2 separate regions of the Oryzias latipes genome follow, and region 2 is linked to region 1. The links are chromatin contacts, called in public Hi-C maps. All regions are on one chromosome and are shown on one strand. Each heading gives the region's core, a stretch centred on a gene start, on an enhancer-like site or on the middle of the called end of the contact. The rest is flanking DNA. Distances are from core to core; before and after follow the strand shown.

Region 1 (3,899 bases), core at 693-3,192:
GAGAGTAGCACTAAGGGCTTTGGATCAATGCTGCCTGGGAGCACATTGAGACAACAAAGACATTTACATTGTTTGATTGCAAATGTCAGTTTTCAGTGGCTATTTATCTATATCTCAATATATATATTTATGTATATATATAGAGATATATATATCTCTATATATAGAGAGAGATATATATATCTATATATAGAGAGAGTTATATATATAATTATGTCATATTAGGAGAGATTGATATTCTTCATTTTAAAGATTGAAATTTATTTACCAAACAAGAAGTCACTGGCTCTGCTTTTTACATTGAGGCTAAGGGAGTGTCTGGTCTGGAGTTAAATGGTATCAGGATAACCTCGGCTTTAACCCCACATATGAGCACTTATTGATTCATTTACTTTGAAGAGGTCTTTGAAATTTTTCCGATGAGGAACTATTGTCAGTCTGTTGGGGCATTCAAGGCACCAGTCCAAATGAGAATGTCTCCAAGCTGGAGACAGATGAGCAGACGGAAACATAAAAGATGCGAAGAAAGAGAGACAGTAAAGTACAGGCAAAAAATATTTTGAAAAAAGGGAGAAAAAGAGTAAAGAAGCTATAAAAAAATATACAAAGAAGTCCTTGTTTCAGAAACAATGACTTTCCTGCCAATAGAAAGTGATGGCTAAGCTGTTGCTATATCCATGTCCCTGACAGAACTCAGAGAGGATCAGGCTTATTGCATTACCTGAAAAAAGGGAAAGGGTAGAAATAATCAAAAATGCATCAGAAATAATGCACTTTTCAGACTCTATCCATCATTGTTTCAGCACCCTCGATCCTTTACGAGAAGTGAGTGAGCTGCGGGAGGGGGTGAGGCGCTGGCTCCCGCTCCTACCGCCAAAGAGCAGGATGGGTAATTAAATTGCGTGTCACTCTCTAAGAACTAAAATGAATGAAATAGATGAATGCTATTGCATTATGCCACAATCGTGACCTGCACAAAAAATAATGGTAGAATAATAGTTTTAGGGTACCGGCTTCGTTTCTCTGACAGCCACTTGAGTGAATATGCAACAGCACTCGCAGTCAGAAGGGTACGTCCTACACTTTGACCATGTAATGGTCCTAGCCGTCTTTCAGTTTGTTAGCCTTTTTGTGTCGTTACTTCTTTCACAGCTCTCCTTCGATCCATCTTGCCATCCATTTGCTCACCTTTCCCTCCAGAGCTGTCACGTTCGTTTTGGCCCATTTACTCGGCCAGCATGGAGTCCAAAGTAGCTGAACCGATTTAGCTGTTTTTGTTGTTTTTCTCTGAAGCAAGCAGCAAAAGCAGCGGCCTTTTTCTCTATTCAACATGCCTCCCAGACACAGGCGCCTTGCTTTGTAGTTTGTTGACTGTAAAAAGCTGAGAAAATTGTTCTGAAATCCTCAGCAAAAAGGAGTGTAAATAAAAGATCAAACCAGGGCTCTGAGCAGAACCAGCGGCCTGGTACTCAGAGCAATAACTCACCATGCGTCGCCATGCATTAGCTTGATGTGTTCACTCCGGGGTGGAGAGAGGTAGCCAGGAGCTTTTCTCTGCTTCTGCCCTGTTTACTGTACAATCACCTGAGGACATACAGTCTTTACTGGGCTAAAGTAATATATTTCATTGGAAATTTACATTTTCATAAGACACTCATCAGGGACCATTTTCCAGATGAAGATTAAAGAATTAGTGTACTCACATACTGAAGGTGTTTTCTGTTTGAAGGTGGGAAAAAAGTCTTGAAATTAATTCACGGGCTTCAAACACCTGGGACATTTGATGAGAAAGTTACATTTTTCATTTACTAGTGGTTTTGTGAGGATTTAAAACGTGGATTAAAAAAAAAAAAAAAGGAGATGTATTTGCACGCCTTGTGTGGCCCCCCGGCCAGAAGATGGCAGCACCCAGCTGTACATCAGCCTCCTCTGTTTTCTTTTTGAGCCTAGACATGCTGTGCCCAGTGATTGATAGAGATGTCTTGTGGCTGCGCTCGCTACACAGTGTTAGGTCACTGGGCTGACTGGAGGCCTGGCTCTCCTTCCTGCTCTCCACATTTAAACATGCTGAACCAGTTAACTGCGGCTTTCTTGGATCGGCTCACAAATCACCAGCTGATCAACAGAATCACTCCAGACACATCCTGGCAGTGAATACTAAACAGAACTTAACAAATAGCTGTCTAGGGAAATAAATGAGAAGACGCCAGGCATCTCCGAATACACAAGAAAACAAATGTAGACAAACCTTTAAATGACTGCTGAAACTTTGCATAGCTTTGTATAAAAGTTGTTCTACTATTGTTAAATATAAGCAGCTTCGGATTATTTCTGTTTGTACATGCTGGAGGGGATTGCAGCTCTGCTCCCGTTGGCCCTGTTATTTGATTTCCTCTTTTACAAAGGGCACAGTCAGTGCTCATGTCAAAAGAATGCATGCAATAACAAAACAAGCTTGACTGATAAATACCCACTTTTTTCTTTATGTGTGTGTTTTAATGTCTGCGTATCTTCAGGGCTGCGCTGTCAGTGATCTTCCTAGAGTGCGTCTGACAAAAACAGACTTGCACACACAACTAAAGCAGCTCGAGACTCCTCAAACCCTCTAATGATGTGTAATGATACCTACCACTGATGGAGTGCACGCACACACTCGCAGACGCACCTTCCAAACCCCTCCAGGAGCAGCAGCACCTTGCCGACTGTGGAATTACATGCAGGCGATAATCAGGTCAGCCTGCACGTCTTCAGGGATCGGAGGCGTTCATAAACATCCCTGCTGCTTTTCTGTGTTACTTCCTGCGGTAAAACAGCAAGGCGCTCCAGTCGAGCCGACACAGGCCTGCCCGCCCTTGGGTTCCCCATCCCCGTGTCTACATGGAGGAAGACACACACATATATATATATACACACACTTTCTCAGAGATATTAACACACAGCCATATCATCAGAATATTAACTGCCCTATTAGCATGGAAAACCCTCCCAGTCATCTACATCTGATTTGACATTTGGCATTGAAATCACTACCTCCACTTAAAATAATATCTAATAGCATTCTACATTTCTTTTAAAAACCGAACAAAGTGTGTGTATGGAATAATACTTGAGGTTGAAACTGGGAGCCAACTCCCTCCTCCTCTACAAACCTTCTACAAACAAAGACCAAAACAATACAAAGACGTGGGATCTGTGTATGCCTCCATTTTTTTTTGAGAATGTCAGCGTCTACTTTTCAAAGGCTTGACTCCTGCTCAGCAGTGAAATAAAAACCCTTTTCCAAATTGATTACGCTCTCCAAACTTTTCAGGTTTTTGATGCGACTCAAAGTGAAATGTTCAATATTTTGCTCGCTCGCTCTGGAAGTTCACAAACAGGCCTTGTTGTCTCTCTTTTCTCCAGTCAGGGACCCGGGGGCATCTACAGGAGCAGGTGCAGAGACAAGCAGGGAAATAGATGCTTATGTGACAACTCAAGTTCTGTGCTCTCTGATGTTCAACTTTTTACCCAACTTGCTGTGGTCGTACATTTTTGTTCAGTTTCATTTTCTGTCTTTTAAGGATACTTTTGCCAAAATGAAATCGGCACGTGAAATCAAAGCTAAAACAACACCTCAGAAATCTCCAGTCCATTTCTCTCCTTCAAATTTTGCTGCACTTGCATTTACTCTCCTTGTCATTGTACCTGCTGTCATCCAGGCTCAGTCAGTTGTACTTATCTGCTTTTAAAAAAAGTCTCTCTTTAAGGTGAAATGAGATGTGTGAGAGCCAAAGTTATGAAATTCTTAGAAATGTGCTCTCAAGAGAAACAGAAAGTAGGCAGAAACCCGTCAGTGGCAATTCTTTTACTTTCTTTTACTTTTACCATTTGCCATCTTCTGATCTCCTTATGCGCTAGTA
Region 2 (3,899 bases), core at 657-3,156, 60 kb after region 1:
AGGATTTGCGCGCCCCCGACCCCAGTGCATGTGTTCCAACGAAGGACAGCACGCGCACTCCCGCTCAGCGGTTTCCTTCCCACACACACTTCCATGCCCTCCATTACTGGCGAGGCTCCGAATCGATAATTCAATACTTTTGGCGTCTAAATCCTGCCCCAAACGCTGAGGTGCGCAAACACTGTGGACCCGTCTACAGTCTCGGTGAAATCAGTATTAATTAATAGCTTAAGACATTGTGTTTGTGGAAAGATTGGAGAGCTAATGGGAGCTGGATTCCTATAATTATACGCTCTTGTGTCAGGTGTTTATTAAATGTTCAATAGAGGCGGTTAACATGTTAGGAAGCGAATTAGATCATTTTTAGATGCAGGTAAAAACATTCATTGTATTAGTGGTGATAAACTTTACATATATTTCATATCATCCACTTTTCGAAAATAAAAAAAAGCAAAAAGTATTACATCAAAATCAGAGCACTTTTGTATTCAGAATTATTGACATTATCTATTTAAAATGTGCTAAATGTATTTGTTTAAGGGCTATAATTAATGTTAACTAAATACATGTGTTTTTAAACTAATTATGAGTTTACTGTTGTTAGTTTTGAATCGTATTTTCTGTAACATTTGTTAAAAAATAATGAAAAGCCTTAAAAACGATTTTTAAAAAACTTTTTGTCCAAAGAATATATTTTTGAATGTTTCAAAAGTGGATATTTTTTAATTCATCCGGTAGATTTGTCCTTTATCTGGCCGTTTAGTTGGTATTAGAAATGATCAGCCCTCAAGTACAAGCCCTCCAAACCGAACAATGAATAATGCATCGGTTTTTGGCGCAGCAACAGACAGCAATGTTCGCGACTAAACGGGCCTGTCACAACAGTGACGTTATCAAAAGAGCTCCAGCTAAAGTCATGAATTATTTAAGATCAGTTCCTCTCGGTGGTATAACGACAACAACACTAATAATAAAAATAATCATAATAATAGTAATAATAATTTGTTAAAAAAACGATTGAATTGTTAAAAAAATAAAAAAGTCAACTCATTTAAGAAACTTTAGTTGATTTATTATGAGAACGAAAGACATTTCGTTAATTCACGTCTCACATGTTATGGAAAAAAGTAAAACAATTTCATGAATACTCTTTCTTTTTTTTTAAGAAACCCCTGCCTCAGGTGAGATTTTTATTTTAAAAAAACATCAAAATTACATCGGCTAAGCACGTGAATTTATTACACAGAAACAAAGTTTTTAAAAAAGGATCAAATTTCCCACAAGGCATTCATAAAGCCACTAAATAATAAAAAATAATGCATGTTTCTTGTGTATTAACATATCTTACAGGTGCCCGTACCGGTTTGCGTAAACCTAACTCCCCTAAGTGTTGTTGTTGTTGGCTGTGACTCCTTCAAAAGGACATCAGTTTGTTAATATGAATGGAAGTATGGTCACGTTTAACAAAGCCTGTGCGTGTCTCACAACCTCACGTCTGTTGGCCAAAAAGGTCCAAGGAGAAGGTCACGCAGGCCCCAACATTCACGCGTTAAAAGGACAGAGGAGACGGGACCAAACGGGGGGAAAGGTGGCTCACAAACTCATGCAAACACCGCAGAGGCATTGTTTTTTTTTTTCTTTCCTCCAAACTGGACATGAAACAGAAGAAGGAACAACTCCTAAGTTGTCTTTTTATTTGCCAAAGGTTTCCCTCTCCGTCCTTTTGCAGAGAAAGTTTTTTTGTTTGTTTTTTGAAATATGATGAGGCCAGCCTCTTTATGAACGAAGTAGAATCAGAGCAACAATAATATCACGTTAAAACCGAACACGAACAGTACAACTGCAGAGTGGTTCGCTTTGTTTGACAAAGTATCGACCGTGCCAGCTGCTTCCTCCTCCTCCTCCTCCTCCTTCATGCGCCTCCTCAGGGTGTCCCACCGGCCTCTTCAGCCATGTGTCTGCAGAGCAGGCTCCTCCTGGTGCATGAAGCCACTCTTTTTGGCTTGAAATAAAAAAAATGGAGGCTATTTTTGTCATTGTCCTCTCTATTTCATAAATAGCCTATATTTATTCTTTATTCTCCTCCTCCTTCATTTACAAAGCATAAATTAATACGTCCATGGCTAACGGATTTTTTTTCAGTTTGTCCCAGGAATATTTGTTGGGGGGGGGGTCCACTTTGTGAGGGTTTTTGTTCAGTGCCGGACGGTGTCCACGCCTCGTGTCCTGGCGTCTCCATGGCGTCACAGTCCCAAAGCGGCCGTGTGCTTTTTGGCCTTCAGTCTCAGGTCGGCGATGCTGGAGTTCTTGCTGGTGTTTTTGGCTGCCGCGGCGGCGGCGACCACGGAGGCGGCGGAGGCGGACTCCGCCGCAAGCGTGGCCAGCGGGAGTCCGAACGGTGGCGCGGGGAACATCATGTAGGGCGCATGCGCAGCCAGGTGCGAGTGCAGGTGGTGCTGCGCGTGGGCCACGGCGCTGTCCAGTTGCAGCTGCGCCTGCACCTGAAAGGAGAAGGGCGGCACGTTGCAATGACTATCCTACGGGACGGGACGCACGGATGGGGAAGAGAAGGGGGAGAACATGCGTTAACTTTGCAGTGGGTTGCTTGAAGGATCATTTTTTACTAAAGAGACTGCATCTTTCATCCATACAATGATGATGATGTTCATGAGCATGACGCACAAGGGTCGCCTTAGAGAGGCTGTTTCTCTTTAGTGAAACCCCCACTCATACACAAGCATCAATATGCAATGATTTGGGAGAAAAATGCAAACTAAAAATAAGGAAAAACATAGAACTGTAGAAAAATTGGAGTGGTTTTATCATTAAAAGTTAATAAAGTACACACTTACTGTAATGCTGTGCATTCCAGAGACTATTTTATTCATTTTTAAGCAGATGTTGTTCTTTTAATGTACTTTTTGTTGAATGTATTCTGTTTAAGCTATTTGGTTTAAAGCAAGTTGGTGCAAAGCTTCCTGTGAATATTATGTTCACTTAAAAAAATATTACTATTAAGTATTAAGGGCGACATGTGTTTCATTTCTAGAGTCTAAGCATAAACCGTAGCTTTTTTGTACAGCAAGTCTTCCATCCAAAGGGAAGGCTGCTGCAAGCAGTTGAAGAACCATGAATGCCGTTCTGTCCATACTTTTACTGACCTCCGCAGTCTGCTGTTTATTATGAAACCGAAACAACACCTTGGAGCTTTGCGCCACAAAACCAATTTTATACCTTTTGGGACTTACAATAAACTTTCCACTCATGCAAAATTATATCCCTTTATCCCATAAAAATGTCTGTAATGAGTTTATTTCCCCTCAAGTTATACAGTGAGTTTCTGCAGCACTTGGGCCATAACCTGTGCCAAGGCCAAAACAACAGTTGCGCACAGGCGATGGTGGGGGTAGAGGGGATATAGAGCGTAGTGGGCATATAGAAGCTATGGAGACCAGTCTGGTTTTCAAGATGAAACCATTTAAAGTAACTTGCCTGTTGGAATGGCATCCGTAAAGCCCCGACGTTGACATATGGTGCTACACGACAAGCTTCAAACTGATTCGCTGCTCCAATCAGGACTCCTGCAGTGACATGCAAGGGGGGAACGTTCCGTCTTAGTTTTAGGAGAAATATTCACCATAACATGAAACAAACTGGAAGACCGATCATTCCTTGTGAAAATTTAATTAAAGAATCCACCAAATTAATTCCAATTGGAAAATGTAAGCATCATTTAGCTGGAAATTTTGCGCACGCACAGTAGCGCACAAGCAGGTTGGGTGCAATAGAATAGAATAGAATAGAATAGAATAGAATAGAATAGAATAGAATAGAATAGAATAGAATAGAATAGAATAAAATGCTGGAGGTACCTTTGTGCAACTGGTTCTCCTGCTTTC

Evidence for each region. Hi-C and Micro-C count contacts between places; a contact is called where the count stands out from the background.
Region 2: a contact with region 1 is called in a Hi-C map of embryo, with 1.8 times the contacts expected there. The contact joins two enhancer-like sites.

The regions. Positions count from the first base shown.
Region 1 is chr13:15,250,294-15,254,192 of ASM223467v1, forward strand. No RefSeq gene overlaps it. Among protein-coding and RNA genes, the nearest start is that of dock10, 19 kb to the left of the region's middle. Within about 2 kb of position 1,943, at least 3 of the 8 cell types and tissues checked have an H3K27ac peak or open chromatin away from gene starts, as enhancers often do. A contact at or near this core is called in embryo, where this site is marked.
Region 2 is chr13:15,310,670-15,314,568 of ASM223467v1, forward strand. shox2 (short stature homeobox protein 2) reads right to left here. Exons shown (of 5, transcript XM_023961891.1): 3 at 3,873-3,899; 4 at 3,493-3,581; 5 at 1-2,501. The coding sequence ends at 2,244. Among protein-coding and RNA genes, the nearest start is that of shox2, 6.2 kb to the right of the region's middle. Within about 2 kb of position 1,907, at least 4 of the 8 cell types and tissues checked have an H3K27ac peak or open chromatin away from gene starts, as enhancers often do. A contact at or near this core is called in embryo, where this site is marked.